Regions from separate parts of the Mus musculus genome. Here region 1 is linked to region 2. The links are chromatin contacts, called in public HiChIP or PLAC-seq maps. All regions are on one chromosome and are shown on one strand. The core of a region is the stretch at or near the end of the contact, and the rest is flanking DNA. Distances in the headings are between cores, read along the strand shown. Region 1 overlaps Bach2 (BTB and CNC homology, basic leucine zipper transcription factor 2). Region 2 overlaps Map3k7 (mitogen-activated protein kinase kinase kinase 7).

Region 1 (6,152 bases), core at 1,662-4,161, 470 kb before region 2:
AATAAAGTTAGTTTTTCTATCATCCCAACTTTTAAAATCCACCCTTCATTCCCAGATTGACAGTGGCTTATATTTTTGTAACCTGTAGTTCTTAATTGAGGCAGTGCCTCCTGCCCACCTCAGACTCTGTAGTTAATTTCCTATCTCTTTGAATGATAATAGTTCTCAAGTTGCATATGTGCATTTAGTGTAACTACTGTGGTTAGAAATCTGCATTTTACCCCCATTAACAGTTGATCTGAAGTGGCTGCCCTCCTCCCCTCCCCTCCAAACCTACTGGGAATTCCTAGGGCTGGGTGGTCTGAGCAGCTTGTGTACATTCTCCGAGTCTCCTCATATGTGAGATGAAGAGAACGTGTTGTCTCCTGAGAGGCTGCCTCGGGATGAAAGTGATTGCTTAGTCTCTAATCAACTTCAGGTCTTTGTTCATATACTGCCTGCTCAGTGAGTTGTCCCCAGTGTCTCCAGTCTCTGGCTTGCATACTCCAGATTTCTTCCTATTTTAAAGTCATACAAAGTCACATAAAGGGAAGGACTCAACTACTCATGAACCAAAGAGCCTTTTCTATCCGCTGTTTGCACACAAGGTGGATCCTTGTAGAATATGGTTTAGCTGTTCTATTTTGTCAATACCTTCCTTATTTCTGCATATGAAAGATGACTCTGACCCCGCCTGTTTATAAACACAGACTTACACCTCAAACTCAACAGCACTGGCTTTTAGAAGGTGACAGCGGCACAGGTCCTCAGCTGAGAGTTCAGAAGGCGGTTAGTGTGAGCAAGCTTAGTGGGGTGATGCCTTGGAATTGTGGGTACCCTGGGATCAACATGGCTGTGGAGTACCTGGAGTGGAGAGGAGATGATTTGAGGATTGCTGCTGATCTTTATTGCAAGATCAATAAGATCAATGAAGACCATCTAGCAAGTGCGTTTTTCCTGTGGTCCGATGACAGATTCCTCTTGACTAAATGGGAGTGGAAGGCATCAGAACCAAGTGCAACTCACAAAAATAAGCCAGTTGAGAGCTTCTTGGGAATGTCGAGGCAAATTTGTTCAGGAATCTCAGAAACAGTCCCCTAACCCCTTTGTTCCTCCCCGCCATGGTTTTCTAATCTGCTCAGAAAAAGACAATAAATAAATAAATACGTAAATAAGCATGCACTGTCAACATTGTCTAATACAATGTTTCAGAATTCCTCAGAATGTAAAAACAGGCTCACCTGCTTAAGAGAAAAATTGTATGTTTCTAAAGCAGATACTTTGAAAACCAAAAAGATTCCTTGGCCTCTTAAAAATCGAATCAAAGAGCACAGTCCACAAAATGCCCAACAATGCATCTTTTCAATAGGAATCAGGCTGGGTGAAAGGCATTCTTAGATTCTGCGCTTTTCCTGGTTACCTAGGCTGCAAAGGATTCTAAAAGAAACTCACTCCAGGAATTCCTGCTTAGAATGCCAGTCAAGGAGAAGTTCATAATCCTTTCAGAGTCTAAATCTATGTGTCTGTGAGGAGGGGGCCATATAGTGTTTTGAACAATAGGGAAAGATGAAACCAGACTTTCCTTACAAGGATGTGCTATGTGATGTGTTATACTCACCAAGACCAGGAGGAAAGAGCTCTTAGGTCTATGGCCGTGGCACTTTTCCTCACACTATAGTAATGTGGAGAAGGATGGTTTAATTAGAATAGGATGGAAATTGACATATAGAGAGGCATACCAAATTACCGACTGTATTAGTCTGACATTCTCAACCTATGTTTGATTACTTAAAATTGACCCAATCTGAAAGCTATCAAGATGTCTTCATCATTTGTACATGCTCACAGTTATTGCTTTTTTTTTTTTTAAAGGAAATGTGAAAAGCTCAAGCTTAAGACACCACTTTTAAGCACTCTCTCACATAGCTTGGACAAGATCCCTTGGTCTTTGCAGAATGATTACTGCTTAGTTAATGAACTCAGCACACTGAACATTTCCCAGCCACCTGAAACTTCCAAGTACTGTATGAGTTTTGGCCAATTAATTATCAATTACAACATCATAAAACATTAACACAAAAATCAGAATAATGAAATTTAATTATACATTATTCTTCTGCGTTGCTGCAAATACTATACAAGACTGATTCTGATTAATAATTCATTCAGCAATAAAGTATCAGGAAGATAATTATGCACTGCCACAATTCTCACACTGATTTCTATAATTACAGATTACAACAGTATTAGCAATTTAAAGGGTTAGAGAGCTGTGGTAATTTGCTATGTCATCCTCAGCTATATTAATGTCTCTCTTTGAATATGAAAGATAATTGAAAATATAATAATGGACCAAATCAGATGGCTTGTCCATGATCTCACCTAACACCTAACACATCTTCAGCCTGAGTACATTAGTAAAGTCAAGTCCTTGGTAATTAGCTTCTCTCTTTAGTTAAGCAGCTCCACTACTGACATCCAGTTTACAGCTAATCAAATGGACACAATACATAGGAGTCCATACCCGAATATGCAAACATGCATGTACACTACAATAAAGACTCGTGGATACAACCACATCTGGACTATAATGTACACTGTGTGACTATGAATCCAAATATATGTGTGTCATGTAACCAGCCTTGGGTAATTACAGTAAGCCAAGGACATATTCACTAGAAGTTGAAACTCTGATTTTTGCAGCACAGTTGAGCAAATGGTACACGAAGAGGTCAAAGTTTACCCAGCTAATGGCTCTGAGTGGTTTGAACACTGTGATAGACCAAACCACTCATGCCTTTGAGTTCCATTCCACACTGAGAAGGCAAAGACTCTGGCTGTAAATTGACAGAGCAGCGTAATGCCGTGTAAATTCACAGCAGCGTAAGAGAATTGTCACATGGATTTGTGTAAGAGAACCAAATGTACAGTTTCACTTCTTCAACTCCCTTTCTTCTTTGTTCTTTTTTCTTGATACTCTTAGTAGAGGTTTAGAATACATCTTGCTTTCTGGCTGTTCAGATAGTAAGGAAAAGCAGAAGGAAGACTCACTTTGACTAAAAGTGAGTATTTAAGCAGTATGTAAATGAGTCTCTTGTAGATCTGTATCTCATCTGGATGGGACCAGGGGCTCCTCATCTTATGCCAAGGGTATGGGTTCAAGATTTCACTACAGCAGGTGCAGCCCAATGGTAGAAGGGACTGCAGATGATCTGACTCAATCAACTTGCTTAAAGATTGTGGAAAGTTATACCCAAAGGTAGTAAGCAATGCCCACAAGATCACAGAGCCATTTGGTAACTACAAGAGGGGTGCACATGTGTCTGGCTTTAGCTTTCTACTATATTGCACGAGGGAAAAATACACCAAGAGGAAAGGTACGAATAAGCACGTGGAGACAGTTCTGCCCTGCACTTGAGCTTGGTAACTTCCACGTCATTTCTATAAGGGAGTTATGTACACAACCGGGTGTAGGTAGAGGTAGCCATTTTCTGACAATATCACAGAATGGTAGTTCTTCAGGTCTTCCTTAGGTGACAATAAAAATGGTTACTCTCTGGCATGCACATGATTATAAGACGGAGAACTGTTTTTAGTGGTGATGCAGAAGACTATCCTGTATGTCGCCACGCTAAGTATAAAGTTCCTCTGTCCTTTTAAAATTGTCTTTCAAATCCTCACCCCCAGTAAAAGGGGCCCTCTATAGATCATAAAGATCTACTGCTGGGTTCACCAGGGTGTCTCTAGCAAATGATGATGTTTCTGTTTCAAGGAGCAGATGTGAAAACCTGAAGAATGTGGGTAAAAAATGTCAAGTGGACTTTGGTGTCATATTTGCAAGGTCATGAGTGGTTTTGCCCTTTGATTTTTAGAAAAATTATTTAAGATTTCAAGTGTACGGGGCTGGAGAGATGGCTCAGTGGTTAAGAGCACTGACTGCTCTTGCAAAGGTCCTGAGTTCAATTCCCAGCGACCACATGGTGGCTCACAACCATCTGTAAGGAGATCTGATGTCCTCTTCTGGGGTGTCTGAGGACAGCTACAATGTATTTACATATAATAAATAAATAAATAAATAAACAAATATTTTTTATTAGTAATTTTCTTTATTTACATTTCAAATGTTATTCCCTTTCCTAGTTTTCCCTCTGAAAAATCCCCTATTCCCTCTCCTCTCCCCCTGCTCCCCTTAAAAAAAAGGTTTCAAGTTTATAAAAACACTCACATAATATTAAAGCTAACAACTACAAGTTGTTCCCTAATCTGAAAAAATGAAATCCTCAAACTCTAAAACATATTTAGTGCTGATATGTCACCACAAAAAGAAAACTGGATACCATGACACTTCGTTTCATGTATAAAATAATAATTATGATGAAGTGACTTTTGTCTATATATGTAAACTACGCATGTGCGAAAGTAACATTTATTTCCTTGTAGTAAATGTCTCCGAGGCTTACTGCCTCTGTCTGCTAACGTAGGCCTAGTCCTGGAAGCTTCTAGCATCCATAAAATCTTATCTAGGCTTAGAATAATTTCAGCCTATGAGAGTCACTGCTGAATAAGCTCACACTTCCTAGTTCTTTCTGAACTTTGGCTGGCTGGTTCAACTCAGCTGTTCTGGCTCAAAACTCGTCTCCAAGTTGACTGATTCAAACTGGCTTCTTTCACTTCTCACCGAATTGTTCTGACTGGCCTCAAACTATGGCAATATGTTCTCATCTTCTGACTCCTTCTGTCTTCACCTGTGCCTAGCTTGTTCTCTCCCTGCAACCATCTCTGTAAAACTCTGCTGGTAAACTGCCCCCTGTCCTACTCTTTCCATGCTGCCACTTAAAGTAGCTTCCCCTTCCTCTCTTTTCTCTTGAGACTTGGGTATATACTACCTCTGACTTATTCTGTCAAATCTTTCTCTGATTAGTCACTTTGTCTGCCGCTCAATTAGACATCACTTTCAAACATGGGCAGTTCCTTCTACAAACTAACTGTACCTTATTGTTTTGAATTAAAGGTGTGTGCTAAGTGCTGAGACATACCACAACTAGAAACAGATTTTTTTCATTAAACAACACAATCTTGGGGTTCACAGTATGATCAAATATCCTGAACCATGCAGGAAACAAATGAATTGTTACAGTGGAATCTCATATCTAACAGCTCACTAAGCATATGCAAATACTCCAAAATTAAAAATAAAGTCTGAAATACTCTGGTCTCTAGAATTTTGGATAAGGAACATCCAATCCATACATACTCTCTGTTTAGAATCTGCAGTTAACACACATTTCTTTACACATCTCTAGCATCCCATGTCCTCATCCATTATTTTTTCACTGCAGAGCAAAGCTGATTGCAGAAATGACCACACTCTTCCATAAATATTTCAGGAGGCATAATATGTACTAGAAATTAAGACTGATTGATGGATTTTTTTTCTTGAGACAACAACACATATAGCACATTTTATGAATCTTGAGTGGAAAAAGCCATTGAGTTTTGATAAATGAATATATGTGTGAAATCCACACCTTACCAAATCACAGAATATGACCACCACTCCTCAAGGATTCTCTGTGTCCCATCCCAGTTATTCCACCACCAATGTCAGCCACTGCTCTTAGCCTAACAGAGATTAATGTGACTGTAAGGGTTGAATTTCAACATGGCTACAGTAGCTAACTCCTTTTTCAATTCTGTCCGTTGAGATATACTCCTTGAGCACCCACAACATGCCACACACAGAGTAAGCTGGGGACAACATGATAATTATTTCATTAAATTAGAAAAACAACGCCGATGGTGGTGAGAACTATGAGATTAATTATACCTCATGGGTGACATGGATGCATAACCAATGGGAAGCCACACACCACACCCTGCACATGTTTTTAAACCTGCTGACCTGTCAATCAAAAACAAATGCACACTGCTGCCCAGGGAGAGATGGGGCCATGTAAGTTCCTCAGCATTAGCCGGAGAAACAAGGAGGCTTTTAAAAGCCCATCTTCACAACACTGCTTCTCTACAATGAAGAGAAACAGTTTCTGTGAAGCACCCCCTACTTTACAGAACCATAAATCATGATGGAGGCTCCCCAAGGAGAGGAGAAACTCATTTTCCCCCCTTTGAATTCAGCCATGGTATTAACACATTAGGCTCATGTTTTCCGCCAG
Region 2 (5,729 bases), core at 387-2,886:
AAGCTGGGCGTGCTGGCCTTTATCCCAGCACGTGTGAGCAGAGACAGGCGATTAGCTGTGACTTTGAAGCCCACAGGGTCTACCATAGTAAGTTTTGAGGCCAGAAGTAATATACACACTGTGAGATCCTGCTCCTCCTACAAACCAACCAACCAACCAACCAACCAACCAACCAACCAACCAACCAACCACTAACAAGTTAAATACAGTCTATAGAGTGGGGGGAAAAGTCTTTCATGGCTGTGTATGTATATTTATAATAAAAATAAAAGAACAAAAATAAAACCCTGAAGAAAGCAAGCAGCCAATCAAATCAGTACGCAGACTAATGATTAGACAGTTCTCAAAAGATGTAATACAAGTGGCTAATAAACACAAGAGAAATGGCCTGGTCAAAACCAGCCCTGATTAGGTCCTAGGTCCTAGAGAGGAGTCTAATGTTATCTTGCTATATTAACATGTTATCAACCTGCTTCTAAATAGTGATATTTATTCCTATGGATTAGAGTGGCTTTCAACCCTGGCTAGAGAAGATTCTTTTTGAAGTTGTAGTATTTAACTCAGGGAGGGAGGGAGGGAGGGAGAGAGAGGTTAAAGTGTTAAGGATCAGTAACTGTGAGTGCTCAGTCCTAAGTGGGACAGCTGTATCAACAACCTAAGAAGGCTCAGGGAATATCACAGAAGAGGAGAAAAGAATCCAAGAACCAGAGGATCTCAGGAGGCGGTGAAATGCTGGCTGATGGACAGGGTCTAGGTATTCCACTCATCAATCCATTGCAGCTGTGGCTACCCACACAAGATCAGCCAATCAATAAACCAGCATAGAAGGCGAAGAGGCTCATGAGGCCCCACCCTTAGCTGAGCAAGTGATAGCTGCTGGAGGAAGGGGAGTTACAAGCATTTTCCTTGGAGGGGTGTGGCTGCTGCTAGGTTGCCCAAGCGTGGTGGCTGATCCAAACCCTAGGGTTTTGGGGAACAGTAACTGGATTCAGTGGGTCACAAAAAGAAGACAAAGGAGGAAGGGGCATTGGGGAATGGATCCAAAAGGAGTAGGATAATCATGTTGGGGATGTTCAAGATATATTGTATACATGCATGAAACTGTGGAAGAATAAAAGATACTCTTATGAGGAAAACATGGAAATTGCTCAACCTCACTAGCCACTGGGGAAAAATGCAAATTGGAACTTTGCTGTAATCTCACTTCAGCTGCCAGAAGAGTACCCTTATGTACACTGCTGGCAGAAATGTAAACTTGTCAGCCATTGTGAAATCACTACAGAAGATCCTCAAAACATTAAAAACACTAAAATAGGCCCCTGGATGTTTACCCAAAGGACTTCTGTTCGACAAGCGCATCACAGCAGTACTTCCACATCCATGTTTACTGCAGCGCTATACATAACAGCTGAGCTACAGAACTCACTGGGATGGCCAACAACAGAGGATAAAGAACATGCCACAGGTATACACAATAGAGTTTCCAGTGTGTCCTTTGTAGGAAAATGGATGCAACTGGAAACAAGTTAAACTGGTCTTAGAAAAGTATTTGTTTTCACTCCTTTGTGGTTCTTTAACTTTACAGATACATAGAATCACGTTTGTGTAAGACATCAAAGTAGAAGTGAAACTGTCTAAGAGGAACAATGAGGACTAAAGGAAGGAGGGTGGGTGAAAAGAGTGGTACGGGGTATGTTCATTATGCATGAGATACTTTTGTGAAAATGTCCTTTCACGACACAGTCATGTATCAGGAATACACACAATGGAGACTAAACGCAGATCTGAGACATATTTGGGAGGAGTTGGAGTAGGGTTCGAGATGGTCTAAATATACTGTATTCACGTATAAAACATTATTAATAAAAAGTAGAAAGTCAAGTAAAGATGCTGGTGGTCATTGTTAGCGATATGGGAATTGTAGTTACTGAAAAGGTCCAACAGGAACAATCATGATACAAAAATCACAGAGTGAAGTACAAGAACACATGCTTCCAACTGGAAAAATCTGACTATTTTTAATATACGTGTTTAGTATGTGGGAGGGAAAAACACACACAGGGTAAAGCACTTAGTCTCTGCCATAACACTCCAAGGGCATTTCGAAAGCTACTGCCAAGTGGTTGATTTTATAAACATGAAGATCTAAATAATGACATCATGCTTGTCTTTGTAAAGATTAATGCCTCAAGTCAATCCATTTTGTATTACAAGGAACTAGACTGGTCACCTGTGGAATCATCAGGGGTCCACGGGTGACTGCGAGCTGGCTTCTCTGAGGTTGGTCCTGAGGTAGTGATCATTCTGACACTAGGGCTGGATGACCGGCTGCTCACCTGTGAAGAAACGGTAGGAGGAAAAGCTGTCACTTTTTTCTTTTTTTAAAAAAGAATTACAAGACACATCTTCACATCCAATAAGAGGCAAACATTTTCAATTTTTACTAGTAGATGCCTAAGACTCTTGAAAGCAGCATTCTAAGTATATAGTCAGTGTATATCAAATTCACTATGCATTCATACATAGCATCTCTTCAAAACTTACAGAGAAATAAAGCCCACAAAACAAAAGCGGACGGGTAGCCCTTAAGCTGCCAATGCTAAGACTTTACAACCCTGGATCGTCTGTTATGTTGAGGAACTAGTAACAGAGCCACCAATTCTCTGTAGGATGAGAAGGCCTGCTTAATCCCCGCTCAAAGCCAAGGCTCGGGAATGCTTTGTTCTGTGGGAAAGAGAAAACTAGCAAAAAATGAAAAACCTTCCAATAAAAGCAGTTGGCAAGCCCAGCATGGTGGCAGACAGCTGTGATCAGCACTTGGAGGCAGAAGCAGGAGGAACATGAAAGTCCCTTGTACAGGGACACGAAATGAAGGAAGACAGAACTGAGCGACAGTATGAGAAATGAGACAGACGCATGTCCCATGTTTCACATGGTCAGATATGGTCAAATTCCAGAAAACAGACAAGCAAAAAATAGAAGTGGCCTCCCGAGGGAAATGGCAGCTACAGGTGAAGTGTCCCTAAGTCAACAGATCTGAAATTAGAAATGCTTTGAAACCTGAAACTTCCAGTGCTCACAAGATGCCACAAGTAGAAACTGTGTACCTAACAAACACCTCATGTGACTGAAGCCATCATTTAAGTGACCTGCAGGCGATGCATATTGTACAGAGAAAACAAATGCATGGCAAGTTCAGGCCTGGGCCTTATGAGCCAGGTGTCCCATCACATACATGTGTATATTTCAAAATCTGGAAGAAAAACCCTCAAAGCCAGAAACACAACCCATTTCATGCTTTTCAGAAGAAATATTCAACACGCACTCACAAACCATGAGCTTCAGCCACCACGGAAGCCAGAGAATGCTGGCAGAAGACTGCCCGCAGCCTGGAACAGTGAAGAATGTGCTCAGAACAGCATCTGAAATGATAAGCCTCACCTTACCTACCTCACAAACTCCTACAACAGGAATGTCTAAGCAGGAACTTTACTTAACAAGAATTTTTTTTTTTTCCTGGACCAAAGGGCTAAAATTCAGTTTCCTTGAAGAAAATCCTGATAAGAATGGGTACTAGTCTTCTCCATACTGAAAACAGTAGGTAAGAAGACAGTAATGAACTTACAAAACTACCAAACAACACAGAAATATAATCTACAGCATCATAAAACCAGGATAAGCAAGAACATTGCTTTTAAAATGCTTGGGTTTTTCAGGAAAAGCAGGCTTGGTACAAATGTTAAAATCTCCAAGGTATTTACTACAAGTGGCATGATCTAACTTTTCACCTAGAAAGGCAAAGGGGATGAGAAATGAGAAATGTACCTATTCCACCTCAGAGATGGTAAGAGGATAAAGAAGAGTCTAAAATAAAGATGGACTAGTTTACCAGGAAAAGGAACAAACGCAAACTACACCATTAAAGCACAAAATGCAACAAAGCACAACCCCCAACCCTGGGGTAGAGATGGCTTGGTGGTTAAAAGTGCTTCCTGTCTCTACAGGGCTGACTTTCCAGGGGGCTGAGGAGGTTCACAGCTCTGGCACCAGGGAATCTGATGTTCTATTCTGGCCTTTTTTGGGGACCACACACATGTAGCATGCATATGTGCACGTACACAGAGACAAACACATAACATAACATAACATCCAACAGTCAGGATGAATTAAATGTGATCCTAAGAGATGAATCTAATTTACATAAGTTAAAACAGGGGCTGGAAAGATGACGGGTTGTTAGGAGCACTCCCTGCTCTCCTACAGTGCCCAGGCCAGGTTCTCAGCTCCTACATCAGATGACTCCCATGTGCCTGAAACTCCAGCTCCAGGAGATCTGACACACCCAGCCTCCTCGGGCGCCTGCATACTCCTGCACATCCACACCTCCCATTAAAACAACAACAAAAATGTGAACAACTAGAAAAAAATGAAGTTAAATAGAAAAGATAAACCATGTAAAAAAGCACTCTAGGTTATGTTAATAGAATATTAATATTAAAAATATATTTTAAAACCAAACAAATTAAGAAGTACTGATGTGAGGTGTTCTACGACATGGAAAATCTGGGTGTTGTAAAAGGGAGAGGAGCCCTAACCCTGAAATCTAGCAGGAGCCTCTCACCAGCGGAGAAGCAGGCATTCAAGCAGTCAGCAATGGAAGGCCCTTCTCCCTTCCCTGCCCTAAGTGTCCTAGGCATTTTGCCTGAAACTTCACTTACAGAAAAAGATGTATACCAATTTCCTTCTACACACCAGGAGCTTGGGGTTCATCTAAGGCACCTCTAATTCTACTGTATAATCTTGCTTATCCAAAGAGAAACAAAGAAACAGAAAGGATTCCTTCCAACCCTGAGCTGTTAACTTGAGAGTAACCAAATGGTCCATAGGGCTAGTGCTAAGGCAACTGAAACTGTCCCTGGAGAAGCCCCAGGTACAGCTGAGGAGCTTACTCGGCAGCACTCTGAGAAGCTCGTGGGTTTTTTATTCTTGAGAGCTAGCACTACAAGTTTTCCAGCATCAAAACTCTAATTCCTGGTTTGGCCCACGCTGATGTCTCTAAAGTCTAGAGGAAATAATTCTTCAGGCTGCTGAAGGCAGCAGTGAGAACCGTGTCTCTGCCCACTCAGAGTCTCAGCTTCGGCCCCACCATTTATTAGTCCCACACCTTTAGGTAAGTTCCAAGACACAACAATCAAACAAGGGCACATTAAAGGCCTTGACCAAAGAACAATGCTCTTTAAGCTGTGGCTAGAAGCTGAGTGACACAGCTGAGTAAACACAGCTGAGATCACGCAGTGGTGCACAGCACCAACTGGTCCCTCCCTAGTTCAAAACCAGGTCTATAAGGCACCACAAGGATGTTTTCCAAGGAAAATTCCTTGAAATTTTGGTTATTTATACTCAGTTCCTACATAAACTTGGGCCTGATATGCTTTGTATTATTATCAAAGATTCCTTTACAAATTAACTTCTCAAAGACAGAGAAAAACTAGTATGAAAATCTAAAGTTCTCAAAAACAACATTAACTGTGCTCCTTAAAAGTATCTGAAAACATATAAGGCATAAGTAAGAAAATTAAGTAACATTTGACATTAAAAATTAGCTTGTGGCTCACTTACTTATAGCTCCCAAACAACCATGGAACCACTGCTTTTAGGATCTGTTCTTCAATTTTGCTGGTAGAATTCTGATGGCCCTAAATGCTCTCCAACTATCACAGCTTTTCGAG

The links. HiChIP or PLAC-seq counts read pairs in DNA pulled down with a chosen protein or histone mark.
Region 1: an H3K27ac HiChIP or PLAC-seq map of microglia shows a contact between it and region 2, with 8 times the contacts expected there. The contact joins two enhancer-like sites. A contact is called at or near these places in 7 of 115 datasets of contacts at active chromatin or transcription factors (bone marrow-derived dendritic cells, cardiomyocytes, embryonic stem cells and 3 more) and 1 of 9 other capture datasets (embryonic stem cells).

Annotation. Positions count from the first base shown.
Region 1 is chr4:32,473,565-32,479,716 of GRCm38.p6, reverse strand. The region is part of intron 1 of Bach2 (BTB and CNC homology, basic leucine zipper transcription factor 2); the gene reads right to left. Among named protein-coding and RNA genes, the nearest start is that of Bach2, 59 kb to the right of the region's middle. Within about 2 kb of position 2,911, at least 2 of the 459 cell types and tissues checked have an H3K27ac peak or open chromatin away from gene starts, as enhancers often do. A contact at or near this core is called in microglia, where this site is marked.
Region 2 is chr4:32,006,923-32,012,651 of GRCm38.p6, reverse strand. It overlaps Map3k7 (mitogen-activated protein kinase kinase kinase 7), which reads right to left. Exons shown (of 16, transcript NM_172688.3): 13 at 2,231-2,336. Among named protein-coding and RNA genes, the nearest start is that of Map3k7, 46 kb to the right of the region's middle. Within about 2 kb of position 1,636, at least 41 of the 459 cell types and tissues checked have an H3K27ac peak or open chromatin away from gene starts, as enhancers often do. A contact at or near this core is called in microglia, where this site is marked.